Linked DNA regions of Mus musculus: region 2 is linked to region 1. The links are chromatin contacts, called in public Hi-C maps. All regions are on one chromosome and are shown on one strand. Each heading gives the region's core, a stretch centred on a gene start, on an enhancer-like site or on the middle of the called end of the contact. The rest is flanking DNA. Distances are from core to core; before and after follow the strand shown.

Region 1 (6,012 bases), core at 3,286-5,785:
AACTAAACTAACATTTTAAGGTATCAAATAGATGAGAAAAATCACCAAATTTAAACTTAATTTTAATGAACTGCTTTTCTAAGCACAATTCTTATGAAGCAGGGACAGAATGAATGTAGGCTGCCCTCAGGACCTCTCTGTCTGTGTGCTGAAGGGGCTAAGAAAGGGTATGAGTTCTCCCAGAACCTGAGTTAGAGGCAGGTATGAGCTGCCACATGGGTGATAGGTATTCTGCAAAAACAGCAAGTGCTAAACCCAGAGTCTCTCCAACTAATACAAGCCACAATTTTAAATTAAACTATTTTGTTGTTGTTGTTGTTGAGACAGAGTCTTGTTAATACATGCCAGGCTCCAACTCCCAATCCCTCTGCCTCAGATTTCCCAGAACACAGTAGAAGACTTTAATGCACAGTATTGCCTCCTCAGGTATTTCTATCACTCTAGTGAAACTCTTCTCTAGATTACAAAATGCAGAGTAACAGAAAAAACAAGCAAAAAACCCATCTACCTAAGACTTAGGCAATTGAGGTAAAAGACAATGACATACACTTTACAGCTGTGTTTTATCTCTTTAGGAATTGGGGGAGGAACACTGTCCGTAACATTTTGAACTCTAGACTTACCTACAACTTGAGATAATCCCCAACCTTCAAAGTCTAAGGATCACAGGCATGTGCTGTTATGCCCCACTATAATTCACATCCAGCTATAATTTGAGTCTTGATGTTAAGCCAAGTTAAACTTCATAGTTTATGTAACCCAGGCTGGCCTCAAACATGCTCTGTACTAATGGATGACACTGAACGTTTGATTTTCCTGATTCAACCTGTGTGCTGGAATTTGAGGTATAGATCATCATAACAGGTTTATTAATATGGTGCTAGGGTGTGAAACCCAGTATTCTTTGTGTGCTAGGCCGTACTCTACCACCTAGGCCATAGTCCTAGCCCATATCTACACCTTTGAAGAGATAGTAAATAGATGGAAATAATGGATACATTATAAAAATTATTTCTTCTCATATTACTTCTAACTTGAGAAAAGTCCATAGCAGTTTAAAAATAAAGGCAAGAAGTTCAGACATACATAATGTACATATGACAGCAAAGAGGCTAATACAAGCGTTTACAAACCGTGAGCAAAACTACTAGTTCTTTCTTTTACCTCCATGTCTACAAGAGTCAATCAGATTTCATAGAAACAAGAAATAATTTGTGAGTACTGCACTTTAATCTCCAAATTTTATTTACAACTTCATAAAGCCTTTTGCCTAGTTTGTGCTAGAAATCAAGGTCAGGACCTCTACCTCTGAATAGTACTAATTAAAAGAAACCTGGACATTTTATCCCATTTGAGAATGTTCAATCTCTCATAGTAGCTCTTTAGTTTGGTAGTACTCAGAAGATCATTTGTGTGTTCAGCACATTTTGGTCATACAAATTACCTATTAACATTAGAGTTGATGGGATTTTTATTCTAGTATTAAGTGTTTTTAGAGATTATATTTTTTTTAAAAAAAGAATTTAACTTTTATATTGATGTACCTCCTTGACACAGAAGCAAAATTTCTAAATCAATTTCAATAACTAAATCAGGAAGAAGTGTAATAATTATCATTTTATCTGTTCTGTTTGTTTTCTAATGTGCAAAGATTTTTTCTATCTCTAGATAAGCACAAATAGCAAACTTATGTCATGTTAGGCAAAAGTGCAACACGTTTTTTAAAGGCTCAATGTAGAAACCAGACAGGGATTTACAAAACAATTTATTTATTTACTTATTTATTTATTCATTCATTCATTCATTCATTCATTTCAGATTCATTTATTCTATGTGTGTTTTGCCTACATCTATGTGTGCCACATTACTGCCTGGTGCCCTCAGAGGCCTGAAGAAGGCACTGGGTCACCAGGAACTTGAGATAAGGATGGGTGTGAACCACCATGTAGATGCTGGAAAACAGTGGGACCCACTTAAGAGCAACAGACAATCCTAACTGGTGAGCTCAAGTTCCCAAACATGAGTATTTTAAGGATCCATCATCAGATCACTTTTTGTTTTCAAGAGAGGGTTTCTTTGTTTTAGCCTTGGCTGTCCTGTAATCTAGCTGTCCTTGGACTCAAGAGATCTGTGAGTGCTTGGACTAAAGGTGTGTGCCACTGCCTAGCAACTGTCAGTCAAATCTTTATATATAAACAAAAGTACATTTTAATTTATGTAAATCCTCCATTAATGTACATAGCTGTTGCTTAAGTGTTTGAGTAAAATAATTTTATCATTAATAACTTAACACTCAGTAAAATCACATTGTGCTTGGGCACACAGTTTTAGGCTCATTTCATTTTTAAATGTTTGGAAAACAAGAACTTAACTTTGTACTAAGGGCCCCTACACAGTTTCCTGGTCCCCTAAAAATCAGAACACACTTCTGGGTCAAATGCAATAGTCTCAAAATCAAAAGGACAAGGGAAATAATGCATATTCAATTCCAAGTTTTACTGAATTCTACTATTTGATCAATAATAAATATAAATGCACATTGTTTTTGTAGTTTTAAAGTCAGGCTCCTCGCTTTTTCCTCCTTTGCCAAATGACCAACCAAATGCTTTTCTATTCCAGATAGTAAAGTAAGTGGTGTGGTCTGAGGAATGCAGGATTTCTTTATCCTCCAGCAACATTACAGCCTAGAGAGAGGGTTCAGTGAGCCAGTGTACCTGGTGCTCTTGCAGAGAACCTACATTCATTTCTCAGCACCCACATGGCAGCTCATGGCTGGCTGTTTCAGAAAACTATGACACAGACTCTAGTGGCTTCCATAGAGACCAAGCATGCTTGTGGAACAGAGAAGAACATGCTGTTCAAATACCCACACACCGAACAAAATAAACAGAAAGTTAAAACACACCAGGTGTGAGTCTGGTAGTAATACACACCTTTAATCCCAGCACTTAGGAGGGCAAAGACAGGCGGTTCTGAGTTTCAGGCTAGTCTGGTCTATACAGTAAGACCCTGTCTAAGAATAAACAAACAAACCCATACATAAAAAGGAACTGCTATAGCTCTGAAATACATGGTTTTAATGGTATATACACACATTCCTCGAAACTCAAATTTATAAAAAGCTGGTTTAAGTCTTAACAGCATATACTTCTTCACCCCAGATATTCATCAAAATCCTACATTTTCTTACTATCACTTTACCTTTTTTCCTTTTTCTTTTTTTTTTCTTTTTCTTTTTTTTTGTGGCCTGCATGTGTGTGAGGGTACAAGGTCCCCTGAAACTGGAGTTACAGACAGTTGTGAGCTGCCATGCAGGTGCTGGGAATTGAACCGGGGTCCTCTGGAAGAGCAGTCAGTGCTTTTAACCAATGAGCCATCACTCCACCACCATAACTTTACCTTTTTTAATAGCCTCTCTCTCCTCACACACTTCTTAATCTTTTCGTCTTTTCTTTCTAAATTTTAATTTAATTTTACTTCATTGATTTGTTGTGAGACAAAGGTCTTCTGTAGTCCAGGACATTCTCAGAATTACTATGTAGCCTTCCTGCCTCTATCTCTCAAGCACTGAGATTATAGGCTTGTAGCACCGTACCTGCCATCTTTTGGCCTTGTCAAGATATAAACAAGCAAATTTGTCAATCCCATCTTGCCCTGAGACATCATGCTGAATTTACAAATATGTAATGTAATGTATGTATGCGTCTATCTACTTATCTACCTACCTATATGTGTATGTGTGTGAGAACACATGGCATAGTACAGATGTAGATCACAAGAAAAGTGGTAAGTGGGTTTATTCTCCTACAATTTAGATTATAGTGATCAAACTGAGGCTATTAGACTTGATGAAAAGCATCTTTAACCACTAAGAAGTCTTGCCATTGACAGTCAACTAATCTTATTTAGACAGGGTCTTACTATGCAGCCCTAACTGGCCACAAACTCATCTAGAAATCCGCCTGCCTCCATCTCCTTAATGCTGGGAAGCAACTAATTTTTTTAATGCAGCAGCTTATTTAATAGAGCTCACCCTTTCTAAACTGTAACAGTATCTTTTTTTCACTTCATATATATTCTTAATCCAAAGAAAGTGTTTCTATTCCCTCAATAGAATCTGCTATTAGTTAAAATTGCATAAATTACTATATATTTCCTCATAAACAATATGTAATTCCATCATAATTTAAAAATATAATATAGAGCCAGGTGTGGTTATTCATGCCTAATCCTAACACTCAGGAGGCTTAAAGAAGATTGCTGGGAGACCAGCCCAGGCTATACAGATACCCCGTCTTAAGGGGGAAAAGTTACTAAGACTATATTATGTTCAGAAACATGAAGTTGATTAAGTTACAGAATCACCTTTGGTTGAAGCTAGAAACTAAACCCAGGCCTTTAAGTGTTCCTCCACTGATACAGTCTCAGCCCCAGCCTTTTCTTTTATAAACACTCCATTGACTATTTAAGGAGATATACAGCAATCCTAATGTTTGCTCTATTGAGACAGGGTGTGATGCAACCCAGACTAGCTTCAACCATTACACAACTAAGCATGACCTTGAACTCCTGATCCTCTCTACCCAACTTCCCAAAGGCTGGGATCACAGCTCTGGTTTCATTTTAATCTTGCTTTTATACTCCTTTTATATTCTAGTCTTTTAAAAACTAAAGTTTTAGCTGGACAGTGGTGGCGCACATCTTTAATCCCAGCACTTGGGAGGCAGAGGCAGATGGATTTCTGAGTTTGAGGCCAGCCTGGTCTACAGAGTGAGTTCCAGGACAGCCAGGGCTTCACAGTGAAACCCTGTCTCAAAAAAAGAAAAGAAAAAGAAAAAGAAAAGAAAGAAAGGAAAGAAAAGAAAAACAAACAAACAACCCTAAAGTTTTAACTCAGCCAGAACATGGCACTGACTATGAAGGTCCAGGCTGGCCTTGAACTCATGTAATAATAATTTATCCTTCTAAATGCAAAATTAGGTGTGAGCCACCATGCCTGTCTGGCTTGATACTTTTTTTTTTTTAAATGGGTTTTAATTTTTAATTGTATCTGGAGTCTCTGACAACAAAATCTTAGATGTGTAAGATCACTAAAAGCAGTGTGATTCCAGGAAAACCATCTTTCCTAAATGCGGAGCTTACCTGTGCATCAATATCAATGGCAGGGTAGATAGGTAGCATGGCTGAAGGAGAGATGATGGGACTTGGAGTTGGAGTCTGAGGTTGGGAAACAGAAGCAGCGATACTGTGGGTAGGAGTGTTTGACATTGCAGATGCTCTTCCACTGACTGCTGTTGAACAAAATAACTGCACTTAATAAGGAGGAAACACTGTTAGCAAGAGATATTTTAAAGTATTAAAGAGTTTTTGCAACAAAATGTCTCTAAAATGCTATTATAACTAATTCTCTGATGATTTTTGATTGGAGGAGAACCCCAAATTAGAATGTATATTGATTAATACACTTCCCATAAAATCCACCTGAAAGACAAATTTTCTTTTATTTAAAGTAAACAAAAAATATTCCAATCAAAATAATCCTGAAAACAAAAGCTTTATGTACTAAAATTACTAGAAAAGGAATAAATGATAGAATGAAAGGGGAAGGGTGTTTTGTTTTGTTTTTTAAAAAGTGGCAACTTCATACCTTATATTTTGGAGCAAATAAAAGTTACTTCATTTTTGGGATGGAAGATCCTCAAAGTAAAACTACCCGAAACACAAAATATACTAACTACTACAGGGCAATAGTAACTTTGAAACACGGTGTGATGGTTTTCTCAACTATAAAAGTTTGACTCTCACACAGATATAGATTTTCTTACATTAAGAATTATTCTGAGAGGAATAAAGTGTCTTACATTCAATCGGACAATCACACTGACAGAACAAAATTAAGATTAGGCTAGAAATAAATATATTTTACACAATCATCCTCCCAGTATGGACCCTGATGTTTCTATGTAGGAAATCTGGTATGATCTTATTTCACCCACTATATGATTCAAATAA
Region 2 (6,086 bases), core at 1,578-4,077, 240 kb after region 1:
CAGAGGAAAGGCCATATTAAATATAACAGGAAGATGTGCAAATTATAAATATATCATAGCATATCAATGGGCCTGAGAGGAGAGATGGATTCGATTTCCCACCTCCAGACAGAAAATTTTACATTTAAATTACAGTTCAGACTAAACAAACTTAAGAGGAGTACACAGAGCATTCTATTTAACAGTGCCAGGACAGCTGTTGGGTGTCTGCACAGCTGGATTCTACTACAAACGAGTGCCAATCATGATCAAACACCCACAAAATCCAAACATGGTGAAAACATTTATAAAGTGAAGCTTCCAGCAAAAGAAATCACCTGAGTTAAGGACACTGCAAGGCTGATTGATGACTGTGGAGAGCTGGGATGGTGCAGGTCCACAGCAAAATCACTCTGTTGTTAAACTAGGCTTTAAGGTCCACCTGCATCCGACCTAACATCACTGGGATTGTCGGGGTAAAACGGGCAAACAGAACCCTCCTCTCTACCACCTCAAAAGCTAAAGTGTCTCATCAGGTAACATCTGAGGCTCCTCAAAGAGACTTTGACATTTTACTGTAACGTGCCTGCTGCTTGCTGTTTTCATCATAAATCTAAAAAAAAAAAAAAAAGCCAACAAACAAACAAAGAAACAAAATACAAACCCTTGATTTATCCTCGATTTATGACTTTCTTTGTTCTGCTGCAATGAAAACTTCATAAAGTCTCTATTACATCGGAATGTGGTGTTTGGGGTGACACAAATCCGTGCACCCAGGCCATTTCCACTCATTAGGTCTGGAATCAACTCTCTCTGATTCCCTTTGGGACGGAAGCTATTGTATCATCTGTCTTTCCTTCCTTCCTTCCTTCCTTCCTTCCTTCCTTCCTTCCTTCCTTCCTTCCTTCCTTCCTTCCTGCCTTCCTGCCTTCCTGCCTTCCTGCCTTCCTGCCTTCCTGCCTTCCTGCCTTCCTGCCTTCCTGCCTTCCTGCCTTCCTGCCTCCCTCCCTCCCTCCCTCCCTTCCTTCCTCCCTCCCTCCCTCCCTTCTCTCTCTTTCTTTCTATTAACTCATTTGTGTGTGTGAAAACTTACAAACTCATTTTATTTTGTTTTGCTAAGACAGAGTCACCGGGCGTGGTGGTGCACACCTTTAATCCCAGCACTCGGGAGGCAGAGACAGGCAGATTTCTGGGTTCGAGGCCAGCCTGGTCTATAAAGTGAGTTCCAGGACAGCCAGGGCTATACAGAGAAACCCTGTCTCGAAAAACCAAAAAAAAAAAAAAAAAAAAAGACAGAGTCCCAATGTATAGCTTTGGCTGGATATATATACATATATGTGTGTGTGTGTGTGTGTGTATGTATTATCTATCAACATATAGCTCTGGTTTTACACACACACACACACACACACACACACACACACACACACACACACACACCTTGTTCTCTGGAGCCCGCAGAGAACCTACCTCTGCCTCCAAGTGCTGTGATTAAAGGTTTGTGCCACCACCATGCCTGGCTGTTTTTTATTTTTTATAAGGACCCCACATTAACCTGGTACCAAAGCCACTGAAGTACACTGAAAAAAATTATGGTCTGGTAATCCTGTGAGAAAAAAAAACCCTTAGCAAGGTTCCTGAGGAAGTGGATTTCAGCAGCACGTCAAAAGCATCAGTCACTGTGATCCAGCGAGGTTTTCTTTAGCGATGAAAAATGTCTGAGCACACACACAGTAATAAAGATGGCACACTGCAATACAGAAAAAGAACACAACCCTTGTGAGCATCTCGAAAGACCCAGGAAATGGCTTGGTGAGTTTAAACATCCATTCCTGACCAAATAATTCAAATCAACTGCGAAAAGGATACAGCTCAACATACTGAAGGCCAGGCATGGCAGGACCACAGATAATTCTATGGACTGAAAAAAGATTCAACATACAGAGTCAAGATCTCAGTATAGCCCCAGAATTCAAGGGATTGGTTCAATTGGCATTAATATTTTAAGATTATCAACCGTCACTAAAAACTTCTTTTCTAAAAGCTTTGGGTATATGAGCACTTATTTTTTCTACATATTTCCAGAATTCAATATTTTTGCTGTTATCTTTGTCCTGTTTCTACAGACTTAGAAAACTTATTTTAATTTTCTTTGATTACAAGTGAAAGTACTATTTTATGTTGGCGAGTTTGTGTGCATGTGTGTAAACCTGCACATACGTGTATTTCTGTGGAAGCCAGAGGACAACTTCTAGCTCTGTTTCTCAGTTGTCCACTGTGTGTGTGTGTGTGTGTGTGTGTGTGTGTGTGTGTGTGTGTGTGTGTGCGTGTATGCCTTAGGTCTCTCAGTGGCCTGAACATCATAAAATGGTGTAGACAGGCTGGCCTGAGAGTCACAGGGAACTGCCTGGCTGTATTTCTCAGGACTGGGGTGAGACGCGTGCATTGGAATGCCTTTACACAGCTTTGGAGACTAGGCTCCGGTCTTCCTACCTGTCAGGCAAGCACTTTTGGACTGAGCTACCTCTCAGGCCCCAGAAACTTAACTTAATGTTTTGATGTGTTAGCTAGTCTTTTCTTCTTTAACATTTGGAGTATGTTACAACTTTTGGAAGGAGGATTATTCTTACCCTGTGGGCTGGTTTGGTTTTTTATTCCAATTCAGCAGATTTTTTTTTCCTCAGTGAAACACAGCATAATTTTTCCCCTAGTTAATAATTACCTAGAAATTTGCACCAGGACCGAAAAAAAAAAGCCTATGTATTTCAGAAATAGATTAACTAAGTTACTTTTTAACAAATGTTAGGTCAAAGAATACTATAAAAAGTTGTGCCTCTTTTCCCCAGTCACATTGCTCCTTTAAATGCATGACCTTTTTCTAAAATTCAAACATGAGACACTTAAAACTTACAGGTTTTATTTTTTTCCTGTTGCCTTTGACTGAATCCCTAGCCCTACCCACAAAGCCTCAGGACGTAGGTAAGTTTACTTGTGTATTACCAGGAATGCTAAGTTAGGGGAATTACTTTTCTTTAGCTTTTAAAACTTTAATTATTCCTGTGGTTTAATTTATTTTTCCTCTCATTTCTTAGTGTATGTATACTCTTCAGTAATTGCAAACAACCCACTATAGATTTACATTTTGGTTGTCATATTATCTATTCTACAGGATGTTAGCAGTTAGAAACGGCCAACGGTCTGAATAGTATTGTCTTGAGATGTAATTTGGACTTCAAACTGTTAGAATTTTTTATGGTGGATATTTTTAGTCTAACAGAATAACATAAATACAGTATATATGCATACATATGTACACACTCACATACATACACATGCATAAACATTTATATACAATCTTTATAAACTATTTTTGGTTGTCCAGTATGTCTCCCAAGTAGATAATAAATGCCCTCGGGGTATATGAGACCTTGATTTCTCCTTCAGCTGTTTGTTACATACCCACAGCAACAGACTACGTAAGGAGTGTCAACCTGGAGGAAAGAACAATTTTTACATTTTACCAAATGGAGAAACTTTAAAATTTTCCTATCCAGAGGAAGGTCCTTTTAAATCCTTCTGGCCAGAAAGCCACATCTTCTGCACATGAATGTAATTGGCTTAATGTCAGCCCAGAAAACATATACTTAAGTGGCATTATACAGACTGATAAGGTTGTATCTATGTATTAAAGAATACATAAATATATATAATGTATATAACAACAATTGATCAATTAATGAAAAAGAGGCCATGCATTTGAAAAAGAGCAAGGAGGGGTAAACCGGAGCACAGGCGGGAGAATGAAGAGTGATGTAATGATAATATAATCCTAAAAATAAATTAATAAATGATTATAATTTGCACAAGCATATCCAGCATATCACAGTGGTCCTGACCGCGAGGTACCTGCCAGTGAGAGCAGACTCAGGCTCGATGAGATGGCAACGCCTAAGGTTCTCCTCTGCTCTCCTCATGTAACATCCCATTTCAGATCCTGATGCTCTTTGTCTGTTTAACGTGTTTTGCGTCTGTGCTTACTTTCCTTTGCATTACTCCCAGCAAAATTCAGATCCTACTGTTTTTTGTTTTTTTGCAATAGAACAATCGCTACAGTCCCCCAATGCTCTTCCAACTCTATCCCATCTGATTATCCTTCTTTCTACTTGACATGTAGTTCCTATCGCTTTCCATTTGTTAGGCACCAATGGAAGGCCCAGCACATAGTATGCTTCAGTGCCCGGTGTTTCTTGTTGTGTAAACATGTTCCTTTCCCATGTGAAGAACTCAATGGCTTCTAATTGAGGCCCACACTTCTTGGTTTTACATGCAAGATCCTCATAACTCAAACTCTAGAAGAGGCCTCATTCTTCTTATGAAATGGATTGTGCCTCCAGAATTTGTCTCAAGGTTTCTTGCCTTACATATTTGTTTTTCTTATGTATTTTCTCTACACATAAAACTGGGCACCTAACTCTCTTGCTAATTTTTGAAATATCATTCTTCTTCTTCTTCTTCTTCTTCTTCTTCTTCTTCTTCTTCTTCTTCTTCTTCTTCTTCTTCTTCTTCTTCTTCTTCTCCTCCTCCTCCTCCTCTCCTTCTCCTCCTCTCCTTCTCCTCTTCCTCCTCCTCTTCCTCCTCTTCTTCTTCTTCTTCCTCTCCTTCTCCTTCTCCTCCTCCTCCTCCTTCTCTTTTCTTCTTCTTCTTCTTCTTCTTCTTCTTCTTCTTCTTCTTCTTCTTCTTCTTCTTCTTCTTCTTCTTCTTCTTCTTCTTCCTCTTCTTCCTCTTCTTCCTCTTCTTCCTCTTCTTCCTCTTCTTCCTCTTCTTCCTCTTCTTCCTCTTCTTCCTCTTCTTCTTCCTCTTCTTCCTCTTCTTCCTCTTCTTCCTCCTCTTCTTCCTCTTCTTCCTCTTCTTCCTCTTCTTCCTCTTCTTCCTCTTCTTCCTCTTCTTCCTCTTCTTCCTCTTCTTCTTCTTCTTCTTCTTCTTCTTCTTCTTCTTCTTCTTCTTCTTCTTCTTCTTCTTCTTCTTCTTCTTCTGTATTAATTCACAGGGAACTCCCATGAAATCTTTTCTGATTCTTTACTTAGGGATTACAAAGCATTCATTCATGATGAATATCTAACTTGATTCTAAACTGGATCATAGCCCTGTGCACAAACTACTCCTTCTATGTGCATGCGCACAAGCTACTCCTACTCTGAGAGTGCTCAGGAAGCCAAGGTTCAAGGAAGGTGGCTGAGTTGATAACTCACGATGGTTTCATAGTGCCCAGATCAATATTTCAAAAAGAAATAAGTACTCCAAAAATGTAGTCTATGTGGACAAACAAATCTATACCCTGAGAAAGGATCTGTGGTTTTGGATGGACCTCACATGGCTAGCATTAAAAGCTGTGCTGACTGCCACCACCCATGGATGCATGATATCTGTCACCAAGCCTTGTCTTGAGGAGATTACCTATCAGTTAATCTTCACGTGGCTTCTCTTGTCATAAATGACATACACGCTGCATAGAAATGACACACAGTCACTGGAAAATCTAAACTCTGCTCTGTTTTAGACAAATTCAAATAAATTAAATTCTAACTTCTGAATACATACTCATCTGTGATTAAGGCTCATATTTGTGTGTGTGTATGTGTGTGTGTATGAGAGAGTGAGATATCCACCTTCCTTATTAAATGTGTTAAAATATTTTCACCATAAGCCTTTTATAGTTTCACACTTGAATGTCGTGAAAAGTTACTTATTAGGAAAATGTAAAAATATAAAGATAAGTAATAACCCAAATATCCTTGATTTTCAGATCATTTCAATGCTACCCAGAAATTCATAGATGAGAACACGACATACCTGTGAGTTGTTCTGGATTCCCTTTGATGATAACACTTATTGTATTGTTGTCTGATATGTTCCAGGAAGGCAAGTGCTCCTCATAGATAATTTAGTTAAATATCAGTTGTGTAGAGATTAAACCCATTCACTGTCTCTATGAGTTATTTTTAGACATAAGTAGAAATTCTGCAGAAGATCACTGTGTACCCTTCATGAACCCTTGCAGGGCCATCATCGCGTTTTCCCAGTATGTCCAGGAAGCATCCTTTGATGAG

The links. A called contact is a pair of places that touch in the nucleus more often than the background predicts.
Region 2: a contact with region 1 is called in a Hi-C map of liver, with 2.7 times the contacts expected there. The contact joins the promoter of Afm here to the enhancer-like site in region 1. A contact is called at or near these places in 1 of 39 promoter capture datasets (liver), 5 of 484 Hi-C or Micro-C datasets (embryonic stem cells, liver, nephron progenitors and 1 more) and 2 of 9 other capture datasets (adipose tissue and liver).

Annotation. Positions count from the first base shown.
Region 1 is chr5:90,273,101-90,279,112 of GRCm38.p6, forward strand. It overlaps Ankrd17 (ankyrin repeat domain 17), which reads right to left. Exons shown (of 34, transcript NM_030886.2): 16 at 5,143-5,291. Among named protein-coding and RNA genes, the nearest start is that of Cox18, 52 kb to the left of the region's middle. Within about 2 kb of position 4,536, at least 5 of the 459 cell types and tissues checked have an H3K27ac peak or open chromatin away from gene starts, as enhancers often do. A contact at or near this core is called in liver, where this site is marked.
Region 2 is chr5:90,516,122-90,522,207 of GRCm38.p6, forward strand. It overlaps Afm (afamin), which reads left to right and starts at 2,828. Exons shown (of 15, transcript NM_145146.2): 1 at 2,828-2,958; 2 at 5,783-5,831; 3 at 6,038-6,086. The coding sequence starts at 2,871.